Regions from separate parts of the Mus musculus genome. Here region 2 is linked to region 1. A link is a contact called in public HiChIP or PLAC-seq data. All regions are on one chromosome and are shown on one strand. The core of a region is the stretch at or near the end of the contact, and the rest is flanking DNA. Distances in the headings are between cores, read along the strand shown.

The links. HiChIP or PLAC-seq counts read pairs in DNA pulled down with a chosen protein or histone mark.
Region 2: an H3K27ac HiChIP or PLAC-seq map of microglia shows a contact between it and region 1, with 10 times the contacts expected there. The contact joins the promoter of D230025D16Rik here to the promoter of Bean1 in region 1. A contact is called at or near these places in 1 of 39 promoter capture datasets (pre-B cells) and 1 of 115 datasets of contacts at active chromatin or transcription factors (microglia).

The regions. Positions count from the first base shown.
Region 1 is chr8:104,167,628-104,172,078 of GRCm38.p6, forward strand. It overlaps Bean1 (brain expressed, associated with Nedd4, 1), which reads left to right and starts at 2,886. Exons shown (of 5, transcript NM_001141924.1): 1 at 2,886-3,377.
Region 2 is chr8:105,223,088-105,227,199 of GRCm38.p6, forward strand. It overlaps D230025D16Rik (RIKEN cDNA D230025D16 gene), which reads left to right and starts at 2,100. Exons shown (of 16, transcript NM_145604.3): 1 at 2,100-2,399. The coding sequence starts at 2,336.

The DNA.
Region 1 (4,451 bases), core at 1,636-4,135:
GTTCAGACCTTACCATGACCCCATGAATTCCTGAAGGGCTTCCCTCCGCAGCCTCCCTGCCTGATTTTTGACGGAGCAGATGCCAGACATTGATGTGCATCCCTGATGTCTATGAAGCATACAGATGCACCCGCTGGCATAGAAGATATCCATAGATGTGTATAAACTAACCCATCGGGATGTCTACTGAGGTGTTGTCTACAGAAGAAGGGAAAGAAGGGAAACAGGCTAGATGTCCACCAGTAGAGAAACAATTCAAGAAAATCCAGCATGACCCTCAAGTACAGTGCTGGGCAGCTATTCACACTGACACAGGTGAGGAGAGAGGCCACACTCAGCAAGCTCCTTCTATTTAAGTTATATGACTTTATTTTTTTTTTAAGAGAAAGAAAATACAGTATTAGAGTGGGTGGTTTTACCTTCTACTTTCTCTGGTGTTTTCCTTGAATCCTACACTCATATGAATCTGTGAATGGGTAGAGATACAGAGACGGCGGCAAGCAGTCACAGTCCAACTCCACTTGAAACCGTTGTCTTTGTTAGGGTTTTGCACTGTGAACAGACACCAAGCATGACCAAGGCAACTCTTATAAGGACAACATTTAATTGGGGCTGACTTACAGGTTCATCTTGCAAGCGCTCAACTGGCCAGGAAGAACGACACTGCAACAGGATCCTTCTGCACACGTTTATTGGGAGAGCTTGATTGTAGAGGCGAAAGACCTCGAGCCCAGAACTAGTGCTGCTTTTATAGGCCTAGGAGGGGCGTGTCTCACACCCGGATTGGTTATGTACTAAGCCTCATTTGCATGTTCCTCATCTGATTGGTTATACTCTCAGTACCTTACAGAACCTCATTATCATGCCTGGTTTGCATGTCTCACATCTGATTGGTTATACTCTCAGTACCTTATAGAACCTCATTATCATACCTCATTTGCATGTCTCACATCTGATTGGTTATACTCTCAGTACCTTACAGAACCTCATTATCATGCCTGGGCCAGGCAGTGTCTTTGCAAAAGACTTTACTGCATATGTACACATTGGTTGTTTGTCCAATCTTATGCGTGGTGGCCAGCAGTAGTCAGTGCCACTCAGCAACGGCACATGTGGCTTCCCACAGGTTCAGAGGTCCGGTCCATTATCATAAAGGTGGAAACATGGCAGCATCCAGGGAGGCATGGTGCAGGCTGAGCTGAGAGTTCTACATTTTCATCTGAAGGTAGCTAGTGGAACACTGACTTCCAGGCAGCTACGACAAGGGACTTAAGCTTCCACCGCTCCTCTGCTTCCCCAAGGATTTATCATCAACATGCCCACAGTGACACACCTATTCCAACAAGGCCACTCCCTGGGCCAAGCATATACAAACCATCACACCCCCACTTTTTGTTCGGAGGCACAGGTTTCTCAGACCAGAGATACTCAGATAAAAGGGCATAGAGCAATGAACTCTTTAGGGCTGTGTCTTCCCACTCAAAGTGAGCCATGACCCCACACCCCTAAAACACATAGACACTCAGGCCTGCCAAAGAGTGACCACTCAACAGCTGGAAGATTTGTCTGGATCAACTGATGTCTGTTCATTGAGTCATGGCCAGTCTTGGTGCAGTGGGCAGAGCTGTGGCCTCTAGTCCTAGCTCCCTGGTTTGGACCTATCCTGGTCTTTTGTTTGTCCACAAAATAAATGAAATGTCTGGGTTTGGACAACGGGCCCACCCAAGCCTTTTCTGACCTCGCTGCTCAAACGGCTCAAGCTTCCCCCCCCCCAACCCCCAAAACAGACCCAGTGAGCTGAGATCAACCCCTCTATGTGTTCAGAAGGGAAGCCAGTCAAGGATGCTGAGTCCCAAATGAACGGTTGCCCACAGAGGCTGGGAGGGGCTCTAACCCTGACTCTCCACACCTAGCAAAGCTGAGGTACAAAGCCTTCTGCTTTCTCCTGGAGGCTGTTTTGTCCCCACCTCCCAGTTGGCGCCTGCAGCTGGCTCAAGTCTCTTCCACAAGGTCCCCAGGGCTCCTCTGCTTCCCCAAGGTTTTTATCATCAACATGTTCAACTCTTTGTCATCATGTTTTATTTTCAAGAACTGCCTTCCAGCCAGTGGCAGGCGTCAGAGTTTCAGGTGTCCTTCCTTCTTCAAACCTCAGCTCCCTCATCAATAAAGTAAGGGCTTGGAGAGGGTTGGCAACAACTCAATTTATGGATTCCCTGGTCAGATTTACCAACTGTCACCCTGGACAGACCCCTGCAGTCTCACTAAGATGTATCAGCCCTGAGGGACTCTCCCTGATGAGTAAATGTTCCAAGTGATTCTACCAGTAACTGTAGAGCACACCAGCATATTTAAATGTGCGATAAGCAGAGACCTTGTAATAATAACAGGCCTAGGAATGGGCTGCGGCATGCCAGAGGCCGCAAAGTGGGGTGCATACAGGGAAGGAGCTGGAGCCCAGGTCCCTCCCCTGAGCCAGGCATCTTCCAAGGTAGGCTTGCATCTGCCAAGACTGAGCACCAGGACAGAGGGCATCAGGTGGGCAAGGGAAGAAGAAAATAAGCCTGCTGATAGCTCAAATTGAAGGCCTTGGTCAAGCCTACGTGAAGAGAATTCGAACAGCTGGGAACCAGTGGCCTTGACGGGCTCCTCTGCCCAAACCAAAGGCCAGCAGCAGCCTGTGTCCCTTCTGCTGCCTCTACCCTGCCTTCTGCCCTTAGCTCTTGCCTCTGTCCAACCTTTCTGGCTGTCCATCTCTGACATATGGTTGGTTCACCCTTCTCTGCACGTGTCTGTCTGTCCACCCTTCACAAGTCCTCCTGGTGTGCCGGCCTCCCTACATCCCTCGGCCTCCCCGCCGCCCTGCCCCGCCCGCCCGCCTGCCCGCTGCCCGACGCTGTGTGGGTGTCGGGCTGGCTGTGCGCAGAGGGGCGCGGCTCGCCGCTCCCACCTCCTCCGCGTCCCCATCTCAGCAATGACCCGGGCCGTGGCGCCACCGAGCTGAGACCGGGGAGCCGCGCCGCCGCCGAGGAGGGCCCAAGAGGGTGACGGTGGAACGAGCGGCGGCGCGGGGACCGCGACGGAGGGACGGGCGGGGCTGCTGTTCCTGCTGCAGGGCAGGGCAGGGCAGGGCAGGGCCCCGGAGACCGCCGGCGGCTGTTTGCCCGCGGATCGAGGGCGCGGGTCCGTTCTGCCCGGCCCCGCCGGTGCGCCCCGCCCCTGCACGCACAGCAGGCCCAGGCGAAGCGGCTGGGACGCCCCAGCCCAGCCGGAGCGCCACGGCATCCGAGCGGGAGCCGGAGCCCGAGCGGGACCGGAGCTGGAGCCGAAGCTGGAGCCGGCACTGCGGCGCACGGAGCGGAGCGCCGCAGCCAAGCCGAGTAAGGGGCGCGGGGCGCGGGGAGGGCCGCAGACGGGGGTACCGCTGCTTATGCACGCAGCTGGGGACGCGCTGGGCGGCGGGGGACGTGGTCCCGAGCGGAACCTCAGCGCGCGAGGAACTGAGCGGTTTGCCCGAGACTCCTGCGGTTCCTGATCCCGCATCCTCCCCACACCCGAGAGGGTCACCGGGACCCGCGAATCCCCGGGGAAACGCGAGGAATCCGAGGTCTGCCTGAGTCTCAGACGAGTATCCTCCCGGGATGCAAGCCCATGACAGGGTCCCCAGCCCTGTGCCCTCGGTTTGGAGGGTCGCTGACCAGTCCACTCAAGAAAAGATACTAGGGCACACTCTTGTCTGGGGTGAGAGGAGAGGGACTGGGGTTTTACAGAGTTTGAGCCTGAACCCTCTCCCACCACCTTAAGCCAGGAAGTTTGACAATTCAACGGCCCAGTCACTTGGACCATGCCTCATTTTGTCTTACCTAGGATAGAAAGAGCATCCTTGCCGCTCCCCCCACCTACCCTCTCCCTTCATAAGGAAGACTTTCCTGTGCAGTCCCTTGCAAAGGACCCGAAGCTGAATCCGAGGTGGCAGTTCCTCTGACTACGCAGCACTAAGTGGTACCTGCCACTCTCCCCTTCCCAAGCTCGGCAATGCCCACCCTTGCCCCCCCCCCCGCTTCCTCCTTTCCTGGTTGTCCTTCGGGCTCTGTAGTCTAGGGACAGGTGCGTAGTATCGACCCTGGGCTACGTTTCTCAGCCACCCCTGTGCCAGCATGGGCAGCCAAACCCAGCCTGGGAAGGGACGAGCACAAGTGACATACTAGAGAATCGGGGAACTCTAAGAGTCCAAGTGCACCTGAGGGCCAACAGACGGCCCTCTAGACTCTCCTCAGTGATAAGGACTGCTTACTAGATGACTTCACCACTGAGTGACTCAGTTTCCCTCTTTGAAACGTATGCATGATTCTGTTTAGTAGACTGTGCAGGGTCTTTGGAGCCATGAGACACTCTTTTAGCTGATTTCCCAGCTGTGTGACCTTAGGCAAGACACTTGACTTCTCTGAGCCTCA
Region 2 (4,112 bases), core at 850-3,349, 1.1 Mb after region 1:
GTATAACCTGGCTTTCCTGGAACTCACTTTGTAGACCAGACAGGCCTCAAACTCAGAAATCTGCCTGCCTCTTCCTCCCGAGTGCTGGGATTAAAGGAGTGCACCGCCATACCCAGCTCAAAGCTTCTTTTACTTAGGACAAAATTTGAATGGGTCACATTTAAATAAGCAAAGATAACATCCTGAATTCACAGAAATCACTACACACTACACCAACTGGGAGTCTCCTAGGAGTTGCTTCAATATTATTCCCAGTTTTGTGGCTTATCCAAACTTTAAAAATCGTTTTTCTTCCTATTTAGAAGCCTGGGACTTTGTCTTTCTTTTCCTGAGATTCCGCTCAGCCTACCGCATCCCTATTCAGAACCCAGACCCTTTCCCCTCCTCATAAATAAAAGCTAGTGTTTGGTGCTTGCTTGCTTGGTTATTGTTAGCATATAACTATTCCTACTCTGCTTTGCATTAGAATTCAATTTAGAAAGTTGGTGGGGGAAGGGTCCACCTTCTTTTGTTTTGTTTTGAGCCAGCGTCTACTTTATCTCAAGTTGGCCTTGAACTCATTTTGTAGCCCAGCATGGCCTTGAACGTTTTTTTTTTTAAGTTATGCTTGTTTTTATGTGTATGGGTACACCACAGCTGTCTTCAGACACCCCAGAAGAGGGCATCAGATCCCATTACAGATGGTTGTGAGCCACCATGTCGTTGCTGGGAATTGAACTCAGGACCTCTGGAAGAGCACTGACTTCTCTAAACAGCTGAGCCATCTCTCCAGCCCGACCTTGAACTTCTTTTTTTGTTTGTTTGTTTTTTGTTTTTTGTTTTTCGAGACAGGGTTTCTCTGTATAGCCCTGGCTGTCCTGAGCTCACTTTGTAGACCAGGCTGGCCTAACCTTGAACTTCTTTACTGCCTCACTCCCAACTGCTGGGATTCCAAGCAGGCACAAATCAGCACACCCAGCCTCTAAACATAGCTAGCTACACACGTCAGCGTTTCTGCAGCCACTTTCCCACTGGACAGACAGCCCAGTGACCCAGTTGTTTTGGCGTGCAGCAATGCTTCTCAAAGACGTTCTACTATTTTTATTTTATTTTGTTTAATCCCATAGCACTGACTTGAAATTTTGTGACGTATCCACTGTTAGGCTTCTTTATAGCCAGTTTGAGTATTTAGTCTGTCACTTAGTTCCCTGCTAAATACTACCCTTAGGAAACATAATGGGAATCGAGCTTTGCTGCCTAGGATCAAGGAAGCTTGGGTAAAGTCTTTACCCTCCTTGTGCCTCATTTATTCGTCTATAAAATGAGACTGAGGGTGTGAGGTCTTGTCATCAAAAGAGGCCTCAGCTGCCTTTTAATTTTAGGGTGCCCTAGAGCAAGCAAGCCGAAAATTCTGGCTGAATAACTAGAGGAGCCCCTCTTCTACTCACTGGAAACGGAGGCACAGAACACTTAAGAGCTTTAGTCACTACCATAAAGCATTGGCAAGCAGCAATGGTGACTCCAGGCGGAGCTGCAGGAGGCAGCCTCTGTGCTTAGAAAGTATTCCCTAGGTTGAGCATTTCTGGAAATGAGACCTGGCCCGGAACTCTTCAGCCTTCTAACTCAAATCCTCTCGCTCTAACCCTTGCCAACGGACTCATACATCCTCGACTCTGAGGTGGACCCTGCTCAGAGACCACTGGGTCCAAGGAGAGTAGGTTTCTGAACAATTTAGGCAGTGGCAGCCAGCGTCAGTACGTGACAAGCTTGATAATGGTCCGCGGGGCCGTGAGTCTCTGGGACTGGGTCCTTCCTGTCCGTTTTGTTCCTAGTGCAGATTAGTGGGACAAGTGTGCAGACGGAAGACTTTATTTTTGTGTGACATGTTTCCCGCCTTGTGCCTTTTCTTGCGTAGGCATATATGGTGCGCTGTGCAGTTTCAGGACCTCTGGAATGTGGCCCCTAAGTTCTAAAGCAGCTGCTCTTCCCTCCAGCTCTACCCGCGCGGGTCTGGCCTCTGATCCAGAGTTTGCGCGTGCGCGACTCCGCCTCAAGCCCCGCCTTCATGATTTAGCCCCGCCTTTGCCACGCTTTACGGCCCGGCACGCCACTTTTGCTGCAGTTGCTCTGGGCGCTGCTGTTGCTACAGCCTCTCCTGCCGGGGCTGCTGCCCGGGAGGTTGAAGGGAGGTGAAGTGTGTTGTTGTGTTCGTGCTGCCGTCGCCGCCCGGAACCGAGTGGAGAGCCGGACGTCCGCGGGCTGGCGAGAGCGACCAGTCAGCAGCTGCGTGCTCTCCTCAGGCCGGGTCCTGTCTGCGCTGCCGCAGGGAGGCCGCCCGGCCCAGCGAACCGACCCAATGCTGGACCTGGAGGTGGTGCCTGAACGCTCTCTGGGGAACGAGCAATGGGAATTCACTCTGGGTGAGTGTGGGGTCTTTTGGGATCCTGTTGGCTGGCCCTTAATTCTCCCTAGTCCCTTCCGCTTCTGGTTCCTGCCCCAGATGCCCCTGCGCCCGCGGTTCTTCGCCTTTTCTCACCCTTTAGTCTTTCGGCTCCGGGCTTTAGAATCCCGCTCCTCCCGTCTGTCATAGGATCAGCGATGTCTCAGCAGGGTCCTTCTTTGGACCTCTATGATAGTAATAGCCAGTACACACCAAATACTTAGTGGAGTGGGAAGGTCCTGCTCTTTTGAATTTATCTCTAATACAACTCCCTGAAGTCTGAATATCGATAGTATTATGCCCATTTTGCTGACTCTAATAGTTAAGAACTAGGTAGCACACCTAATCAACACTCTGGTCTCTGATCTGTCTCTCTCTGGTTTTAGGGGAGTGGGGGAAACCTAAGCTCATGCCTCACAATCAGATGGGGGTGGTGGGGGAATGAGCTTGCTTTTCTAAAAGGAACTCTCGACTTGTTTTCTTCTCTTTTGAAATGTACTCTTAACGTGTGGTGTCGCAATACCAGATACCAGAGTTAAAAGTTGAAATTGAGTGAAGTGGAAATTACACATTGGCTTGGTAGACAAATCAGTTAGGTCACTTGGGGAGAGTTGGCCTTCGTATGTGAACAAGAGTATTTGCATTTAGTGACTCCAGTGTGTTTACTTAGTGGCAGCACTAAGCGAAGGGGCTGGGAAAAGGTGTTCCTGCTGCTTGTTTGTGTGGGCCTCAACCTCTGTCTCTCTACTGGGAGCTCTTGGACTGAGTCAGCTGCTCCATTTGTTTATGGCTTATCCTTGAATGTAGACGACTCTGTCTATAGAGACAGCATATTGGAATTACCTAGCTGGGTAGATTGCTGGGGCTTGGTGGCTGCCTGCCTCTTTCTTGCCCATTATAAAAGCCAGTTTCATCAAGGGCTCTTGGTTCTCAGAACTTAGACTGCCTGTTCCTGTAGACTTCTCAAAATTTAATCTGCTATGAACATGTTCCATTCAACCTCATATGAGGCATCAAGAGCGTGGTTGAAAAGCAAATGATGTTTGACTTCTGATTAACATTTTTTTCTCCCCTGGACAACTCCTACCTAGTCTGGACATCCCAGGACTGGTTAAGACCCACAGCTACAGATGGTTTACTGAGACTGTGTATCTCTTTGTTTGATTTAGTGCAAACAGGAGATCAGCTGGGGTCAGGAAATTTCCAGAACACTGAACTATAACTAACATAACTAACTACCCAGGGCTTTTGGCAAATTTGCAAGAACCAAGAATTTGAATAGTTGTTTTTTTTTTTTTTTTTTTTTTTTTTTTAAACACTGTCTTCATATCAGCCAAAAATCCTAGGTTGAGAGTTGAACTTGGGGGCAGACCTGAGCCTTGGTGGTGACTTGCTACTTCTTCATCCCTGTTTTGAAGTTAGGGTTTGTTCTCTTGTTTGTTTTTTAGACAATTAGCCCAGACTGGTTTCAGATTCCCAGTGAAACTGAAGTTGAGTTTGAACTTAAAATATTTCTCTCTGTGTCTCTCCCCATACTGGGTCTGTGTAGTACTTGAGATCAAACCCAGTGACAAGTACCAAAGTGACCCACAATATCAGTCGAAAGTGTACATTTTTACATTTATTTATGCAGGAGGGAAGTTTAGTAGTTGGAGTCTTGGCTGCTCTTTCAGAGGACGATGATTTGATTCCT